2 separate regions of the Mus musculus genome follow, and region 1 is linked to region 2. Evidence: chromatin contacts called from public HiChIP or PLAC-seq data. All regions are on one chromosome and are shown on one strand. The core of a region is the stretch at or near the end of the contact, and the rest is flanking DNA. Distances in the headings are between cores, read along the strand shown. Region 1 overlaps Abhd5 (abhydrolase domain containing 5). Region 2 has its middle 13 kb from the start of Snrk.

Region 1 (4,359 bases), core at 1,028-3,527, 280 kb after region 2:
GATTAAAGGTGTAGACCACCATCCTGGCCTATGTCTGTGATCCCTTTAATAATCTGGAGTCCTAGAACAAACACCCATGCCAGCAAGAGGCCTCTGCTCTTCTTCCTGTTTCCCTGAGGCCTTGTTCCCATCAGTTTGAATTTCCCAAACAAGTTCTGAGTTTATCTTAGAAAAAAATTATATATCCCATATATATCCCAGTGTGCTTACCTAGTCTTTAACATGTTGTTATTATGGGGGGGGGGGGGCTGGAGAAGAATACAAGCTAATAAGATGATATTAAGTTTAAGCTGCTCTATTCAATGACCTCATTTAGAAATTTATTCTACAATAACAAGTTCTAGGAAATTAACATATTTTGAGCTTGTAAAGCACACCTGTCAGCCAGTGTAGCATTCCCTTCAATTCTTTCATCTATTCTCAGGGAGCTTAAAAGCAATGTCCGGGATGTATACTTTTTCCAACCTAAGTTAGATATTTAGGACATAGATGTATGTACATAGCACTTACTGTGTAAACAAACACTATTTTTTTTTATTCTGTGAGTAAATTATAACTTAGAAGATTTGTGTTTTTGTTTCTGTCAATAGGGTTAAGTCTAGTGCAGCGTTTGAGGCCTGATTTCAAGCGGAAGTACTCCTCTATGTTTGAAGATGACACGGTGACAGAGTACATCTACCACTGTAATGTACAAACCCCAAGGTAAGGCTTTTGGTTCTGATTTTTTTTCTCATTTTTATTAGTTCTTTGAAAAATTTGTACCAACTATTTTGATTATATTTACTTTCCCTCAACTACCACAAAAACTATTGCTCTTCCCCATTTACCGAGCTTTGGGCAAGGTAAGAGTAGAAAGCAAAGTCTAAGGACGTGACCCCTGGAGGGCAAAGGCCTGACGTTCCCAGCAGGAACCTCAGGAAGGGAGTGTGATTCAGGGATATTTTTGCTTCATAGGGAGTTTGAAGCCAGCGAGTGTGGTGACTCCTAAGCTCACTTTAAGGCTCTGCCTCACTGACAAATACTGAGACAATCCTAGTTTAGCCAGGCCAGGGATGGTGCTGTAGTGCACTGCAACACTGCTTCACTAGAGGCAGACCTAGGGCAAGGCACACACAGCTTCTCCTGGTTCACTGGTAGTGGAGCTGCAGCAGCAGTCTGCCAACACAGGGTAGAGTCACTGCCAGGAGTAGAGCGGCTGTAGACTGGGGCCTAAGAGCCTGCAGTTCTGTGAGTGGCTGGCTGGCCACTTAGACCTGTGTTCATCAACTTGTTCAGCAGCTTCTAGAGCTTCTGCAGAGCATCCATTATTTCTGCTTTAGTTTCTATTTCAAATTAGAAGAAAACTTTGATTTAGTTACATTATACTATAGCCCTGTTTACCTAACAGCAGTAATATGTGGCTCCTCCCATACATTATCTAGTAAATAGTTTAAAAGTTTAAACAGATTTTTTTTTAATCCCAGGAAAGCCAAATATGAGTATGTTTTAACAGGTGAGACTGTAGCACAAACTCATTCCCTAAGTCACTCTGTATGGTTCTCTCCTCTCTGTAGTGGTGAGACAGCTTTCAAAAACATGACGATTCCTTATGGGTGGGCCAAACGGCCAATGCTTCAGCGGATAGGTGGCTTGCATCCTGACATTCCAGTTTCAGTGATCTTTGGAGCCCGATCCTGCATAGATGGCAACTCTGGAACCAGCATCCAGTCACTGCGACCGAAGTCCTACGTGAAGACAATTGTGAGTATGGAGCTGGCTTGGGCTTCCATTCAGGGACGTGTGTTTGATTATTCCCTCGAGGTTTCCAGTCTGGGCTCCACTCACAACCCCATTCAGAGACCTGACGTCACAGGGCTTTGGGCGAGGTTTGTGCCATACACACTTTGGTGTCCCAGTAGTGAGTCACCTTTCTGAGGTCTTCCCAGTCTCTCTGGAGACACTGAGAGACTGGCTCAGAATCAGATAAGCTCACACCCACTTCCCAGTGCAGTACACACAGTTGTGGTTTTTCCTGGGCCCTGCATTAGTCCTTTAGTTTAGAGTGTCATTTCTGCTGGCCCTTGCATGGTGGAATTGACTAAGATCCAGGAAGTTTTCCTGTTTATCCCAGAGCCTTCTGATAGAAAGCCTAAGTCATTTTCAGAGGAGTCTCCACTGTTCTTTTAAGAGTGGCTCTTTGCTTCTGGGGATCGCTGTGTTTCAGTACTGCTTTCTCACCTGCCGTGGTGGCTCTTCCTTTCCCAGGCCATCCTCGGGGCGGGGCATTATGTGTATGCAGATCAGCCAGAAGAATTCAACCAGAAAGTCAAGGAGATCTGCCACACAGTAGACTGAGCACACAGAACCATGCAGCACCCGTGACGGGTGCCGTTCATGAGCAATCCCCACAGCCCGAGGACCCCCGCAGTCTCCTGGACTGGACTCTGCAGCTTTCCACATTTAAACCAACCAGTGCCTTCTAGAAGAATGGCTTTCCTTTCTCCTACACAGAATTAAAATATAGGAGAGTCTCCCAATTTAATAATCGCCTTAAATAAAGGTTGTCCTTCTGATGTACTGAAAAATTGTGATTTTTCAGCTGAGACTTTTCTCAATTTCACCTAACTGCTTGTTAGGTGTTTGGTGTTGCAGTCCGTATGCCAGTGTACCTAGTCCATATGCCAGTGTACCTAGTCCATATGCCAGTGTACCTAGCGACTTCTGGGCCTGTGGTGTTAGGTGTTGGGAAGCTGCACTTTATTTTCCTTGCATGTATTTACTGTCTCTAACAACTAACATAGTTAACCCAAGTATTTTTATGTAAAAAGATTTCAATTTAGAATACTTCATTTTTGAGATGGAGTTTAGAATATTTCATTTTGAAATGGAACGAAAGGGTTAGGTTTTGATGTAAAAGACAGGAGTCAATCACTAGCGTTAACTTTCCTTGTTTTCCTGTTTTATGATCAAGGCCGTGTTTCAGCATTTTAAATGTGTTCCATGGTGACATAGTGCTTACAGCAACGCAGTTCCTGGGGCCCTTCTGTGTGTAATCTACAGGGTTCTATGAGAACATATGCATAGACTCAGCCATTCAAGTGCTGAGTAGCCCGAACCTGAAACCTGTCCCCTTTCCTTCCAGTATTCCCAGGACCCAGGATCTAGGTCCCCTCACTTGCAGGGATGTTAACACTGTTGCCTATCGGGAAACCAAGTCCCACTGTGTTCTCATGAGCAACCAGCTTACATGGTGCTTAAACTGGATTGCATTTTACCACTAACATTTAAAACTATGTGGTGCTGTTACGTCTCATGGCGCCAGAAATGAGATAGAACTTGTGGTTATTTTTATTGAATATTATGTTAATCTAACCACTTATATACTTGAAGTAAAATTATGAAAAAAATCTATTATGTTGTTTGAACTGTTTGGCAGAAACCACCATTGGATTTATAACTTTCTGACAGTGTTAAAGTGAGAGACAATTTGAAACTATGAAAAAGCTCCATGGAATAGCTGGATGCTGAGAAAGCCTTCTGTCTAGAGAACAGAGAACAAAGAGCATTGTTACCAACATTGTTTGTCCAGGAGAAAAGCAGATTACACAAATAAAACCTCGACCTCACAAATCACGACTCGATGACTTGAGCTATTACATTTTTAGTGACTAGTCAGGAAATTTTTTTGAAAATATAAAATTATATCACATGTAATTAACTGCCAGCAAGATTAGCTCCATACTTTAGGAGACCGTGAAAATCATATTGAAGCGGGACAAAGCAGCCTCCCAGCGACCCTTTATCTGACTCATTTAACGCATTAGGTTAGTGCAAGGAGCCACCGTGAGACCAAAAGTGCTTGTTCTCACCACCTTGAGAATAAAAATAGCCTTTTTCCCCCTTTATAGTTAGTGTTGTGGGTGGCCAGATCCACACTTGAGAGTGGTAGAACATTTGTGCAGGACTCTTACTTGGCAGTCACCAGCCTCAGTCTTTTGTTCACCAAAGAAAAAAAATTCTGCACAAGAAACCGGTCTGCCCAAAGAAACTGACTTCCCCACTGAGCTGCTTTGCTTTACTGGAAACCTGTGAAGCTTCCTAAACATTAAAATTTCCATGGTGTGTGCAGTGATTGTTGTAAAGGTTGAAGTAGTAAAGTTTATAATCTGCAAATTCTTGAGAACAGTGGTTGCTAAACATCTTTCTTGTAAACGATCTCTTAACTATCATTGGTCTTTGCTAAGTTATTTTACAGAATAAACTCGACAGTGCTAGCACCCGTGGGTGAGCTGTGTGTTTTCTTGAGTCTTTGGCAAGGACCCGTCTGTTAGAATGGCTGTGACAGTCCCATGAACACCGTGGTTTGGAGGATGGCTGCTC
Region 2 (4,507 bases), core at 307-2,806:
CTACACACATCCACTCTGGAATGCTGGCATCCTTTTCTCCAGAAAGCCTCTATCAGTAGCTAGTGTGCTGAGCACCAGGTTCTGAGCCCAATATTGCTTTTGTCCCTCAGCTTCGCCCCTCGGCATTCTCGTTATCCCGTTTATCAGACCAATCCACTGGGTATTCCTCGGTACAGTTCCTCTGTTTGCCCTCCAACACGGCTGCTCCTCCTCTTCCTCCTCCTCCAACACGGCTGCTCCTCCTTCTTCAAGATGACTTGCTGTCCATTTGGAATCCTGCTTTAAGTCAAGTTATACAGACTCCGAGAACCTCCAGCAGCAACTTATTAGAGACACAGGATCACAGCCTTGACCCTCGGACCCCATCCCACAAGAATTATACCTCAACGAGACTTCTGAATAATTTGTGTGTCCTACACTGCAAAGCGAAGCTATTGAAATGCCTAAGCCTGGTACCAGCAGCCGTAAGATCCAGCTGTACATCGCACAGGCTCTTGGGATCTGCTTGCACATGGAAACATCTGAAAGTAAGACGGAGGAGTCTGGAGGGGCAGACGTTCCTATGCGATTGCTTTAACTTTCATACACAGGAATGGGAGAAATGGCACGGAGGTTAAGAACACTCCCTGCTCTTGCAAAGGTCCTGGATTTGGTCTCTAGCAACCATGTTGGACGGCTAACAACCATCTGTAATGTCAGCTCCAGGGGATCGTGTGCCTTCTTTCGACCTCTGCAGGCACCTATACGCAAGAAGTACATATACTCACATACAGAAACACACACATATACATAAGTGAGGATAAAGCTAAACTTCATAGACAAATATAATTTTACAAGAAAAGAGATGTTATATAAAGATAAGTTACTACAATAAATGTATTTAATAAATCATTTGATTATAAATTTTAGCATATTATGAATTATTAAACATTGTCATAATGGGTATATATAAGTATTGGATATTTTATGTGGTGATTTTATTTTGTACATGAAATATTGTATTTTGTGTATTACAACATTTCCAAGATGGCTGACTTCTCATTGGGCCTCCCTCCCATCCTGCTCCCATTGCTGGTCTATTCCAGGAGCATTGTTGGTTAATTTACACAGATACATACTTCTGAAGAGATCCTATGTGAATGCATGGTTACTTTGTATTGAGTATTTGTATTTGTTCTTATACAAATGGCACTTGTGGTATTATTATGAAGTTTCCTTAGCCAGCAGTATGCTTTGAGGGTCTGTCTACCTGCTGTGTGGTGCTCCCTTGGATGGGTAGGTTAGGTGGAAACCGTTAGCTAGAGTTTGGTTTTGAATTGTCCTGTGTCTTGGACATGGTGTTGGACTCCTGGAAACCTCATGGGTTGGGGACTAACAACAGATCTCTAGTCACTGAGAGTCCCCTCAAAGGGAACTTTGGAAGCCTGGCCTTGTCCTCTCCTGCATTTCCCCACTGAAAACACTTTGCCAGGCACTTTGTACTGCAAATGTGCTGCCTCACCTCTAGTGCAACAGCAGTGGGGCCAAGCAGGACCTCCAACACTGAGAGCCAAGATAAGCCCTGACTCTCTCTCTGTAAGTCGATTATCTGGGGCGTCGTCTGTCACGGTGGAGGAACGCTGACTAACACCGTGGGGATTTAGGTATTTACAATTTTCCCTGATTGCACAAGCAACGCTCTAGTGAATGTGTTCAAACACACCTCCTTGCGCCAAGATATGTGGGTTTCTTTAATGTTAAGAATGGGACAGGCTGAGTGGAACTGCTGGTTACAGAGGTGTGAGTGTTCTGTGTGGTGTGTGAAACAGCTGCAGCCCTCAAATCTCCTATCTTCCAGTCTAATTCTGGTGTTTTGGGGTTGAATATTATGTGCTGGCATCAGGACTTCTGCTCCAAGGCCGTTTAGACTCAGTCCATAGGATCAGGGAGTGCTCTCACTGGCCTCTTCGTGTTCCCCAGGACTCCAGAGGAGCAGGGAGTGCTCACACTGGCCTCTTCGTGTTCCCCAGGACTCCAGAGGAGCAGGGAGTGCTCACACTGGGCCTCCTCATGCTCCCAGGGCTTCATCGAATCTCCAGTTTGCCAGCACCCTCAGAACTGAGGCCAGACAACAATAAAACCAAGTCTGTTGTAGTCAGTGTCTGAGCCCGCCTTTGCGGTTCTCAGGGGCCGGGGAACCAACTGCAATAAAGCTACCTGGAAACTGGTTTAAGGAGCTGGAGAGATGACTCAGTGGTTACAAACACAGTCTGCTTTTATAGAGGGCTGGAGTTCTGTCTCTAGCACCCATGTTAGGCACAACTACTGCTGTGACTCCAGCACCAGGGGGCTTCTACACCTCTGACCTCTGTGGGTGTACATACTCCCACCCAGAAATACACATGTATACATAATTCAAACAATACAAAGAAATCTTAAAAAAAAAAAAAAACAAACAAACCAGACTGAATTTTGTTTTCAGTAGAGGAGGACAAATCTGGAACCATTCATAGGTTTGACAAGCATGCTGACCTTGAGCTATATTCCCAAACTTTGGATCTTCCATGCAGGGTCTCCTGAGATTACAGGCATACACCACAGCCCCTGGCTTTAAAGGCAGTTTTGACCTCCACATATATATATAGTAGTCTCCCTAAGAATTGTAGAAAAGCTGGTAAGATTTGCACTGTGGCAGCTCTGTATACAGATACATACATTTCAGGAGCTTTACCTGGAGGCTTCTAGTGGTGTGAGAGTTCCTGCTGCCACATACGAATTTCTGCACAGCTATCATAAATGCAATTAAAACAAAGTAAAAAGCAAGCAAGCCATTGCTGTGCTCATGGCCCTCAGGTGAGCCTGTGCTCAGGTCTCAGCATGTCAGCCTCTGACACGGAATGAAAGGACAGGGACCTGATGTTCATTTTCAGAGACACTTTCCTCCTGGTTCTCTGGGGCAACCATGCCATGTTCCCCCTGGTTCTTTGGGGTCACCACGCCATGTTCCCCCTGGTTCTCTGGGATGACCACCACGCCATGTTCCCCCTGGTTCTCTGGGGTCACCACGTCATGTTCCTCCTGGTTCTCTGGGGCCACCATGCCATGTTCCTCCTGGTTCTCTGGGGCCACCATGCCATGTTCCCCCTGGTTCTCTGGGGTCACCATACCATGTTCCCCTTGGTTCTCTGGGATGACCTCCATGCCATGTTCCCCTTGATTCTCTGGGGTCACCACACCATGTTCCCCCTGGTTCTCTGGGGTCACCGCACCATGTTCCCCTTGTTCTCTGGAGTCACCATGCTATGTTCCCCCTGGTTCTCTGGGGTTGCCACACCATGTATCCCCTGGTTCTTTGGGGTCACCATGCCATGTTCCCCCTGGTTCTCTGGGGTCACCATGCCATGTTCCCCCTGGTTCTCTGGGGTCGCCATGCCATGTTCCCCCTGGTTCTCTGGGGTCACCACGTCATGTTCCCCCTGGTTCTCTGGGGTCACCACGCCATGTGCTGAGTTTTAAGACAGTCCTGACCCTAGGCTTTTCAGAGACTCCGTTTTATTTTTTCCCTTTGACACTTTTTACACAGAGAAAAATGTGTGACTTTTTTTGATGAGCAAACAGCCAAAGGTGTTTGGGAAAGGCTCACCACTTTTCTGGTGGCAACACACTCTAACCAAATTAATTAACAGATAGAACTTTAAAATATCACCTGACCTATATACGCTGCTTCTTATGTCCTCTCCTGACAAGGAGGATACTAGCTGGGAATGTGATGGCTACAGAGCAGGCACGAGGCATGGAAGTTCAGAAGGGAATTTGGGGACCATTCTCTTACATCCACACCCCACTTCAAATCCTCCTACAGATCTATAGTATATAGCATATATGGTATTTTTTTAATTATCTCCTTTTGGACCTTAATGTCAATGTTATTTTAATGCATTTATGCCTCTATATCTCCTGTCTTCAAGTTTTCCTACCTTCTAGACAGTCTCAGAGGAACACTGGGACAGGAGCTCACTTGTGCTCTACGAGTAACTAGGAGTCACAAGAAGCAATCAGTTTCCTTCTCTCCACCCTAGTTTCCCTTCCTCATGTCTAATGGCACAATGACTTCTTTCCCACCTGTCTGCGTCTATGATGCTGGTCTGTTAAGTTTGAACATATGTATGGAGCTGTGGACTCTGTGCTTTGCACAGTGAAGAAAGGTGTAAGGTGCAGAGGTAATAAGATACGCAGGATCCTGCCTGTGATGGTTGCTCCAGACTGTCACTTTGAGGGGCTTTTACTTCCAGTCATGTCTGTGAGGGAATTTCCATGAAGTTTATCCTAAAAAGGAACACACACCCTGGGTGCGAATGGCACCGTCCCATGGTCTGAGGAGACAGGGAAAGCCCTGAGCACCAGCATCCTCTTCTTGAGGTTTTCAGACTGCATACACGAGTGAGCAGCCGTCTCACCACCATGACTGCCACGGAGGACTATCTCCTTAAACCATGATCCAGAGAAAACCTTTCCTTCTTCAAGTTGC

What was found. HiChIP or PLAC-seq counts read pairs in DNA pulled down with a chosen protein or histone mark.
Region 1: a contact with region 2 is called in a FOXA1 HiChIP or PLAC-seq map of pancreatic cancer cells. The contact joins two enhancer-like sites. A contact is called at or near these places in 1 of 115 datasets of contacts at active chromatin or transcription factors (pancreatic cancer cells) and 1 of 9 other capture datasets (liver).

What each region holds. Positions count from the first base shown.
Region 1 is chr9:122,377,269-122,381,627 of GRCm38.p6, forward strand. It overlaps Abhd5 (abhydrolase domain containing 5), which reads left to right. Exons shown (of 7, transcript NM_026179.2): 5 at 591-702; 6 at 1,554-1,740; 7 at 2,245-4,255. The coding sequence ends at 2,334. Among named protein-coding and RNA genes, the nearest start is that of Gm46135, 3.4 kb to the right of the region's middle. Within about 2 kb of position 2,278, at least 34 of the 459 cell types and tissues checked have an H3K27ac peak or open chromatin away from gene starts, as enhancers often do. A contact at or near this core is called in pancreatic cancer cells, where this site is marked.
Region 2 is chr9:122,102,490-122,106,996 of GRCm38.p6, forward strand. No RefSeq gene overlaps it. Among named protein-coding and RNA genes, the nearest start is that of Snrk, 13 kb to the right of the region's middle. Within about 2 kb of position 1,557, at least 30 of the 459 cell types and tissues checked have an H3K27ac peak or open chromatin away from gene starts, as enhancers often do. A contact at or near this core is called in pancreatic cancer cells, where this site is marked.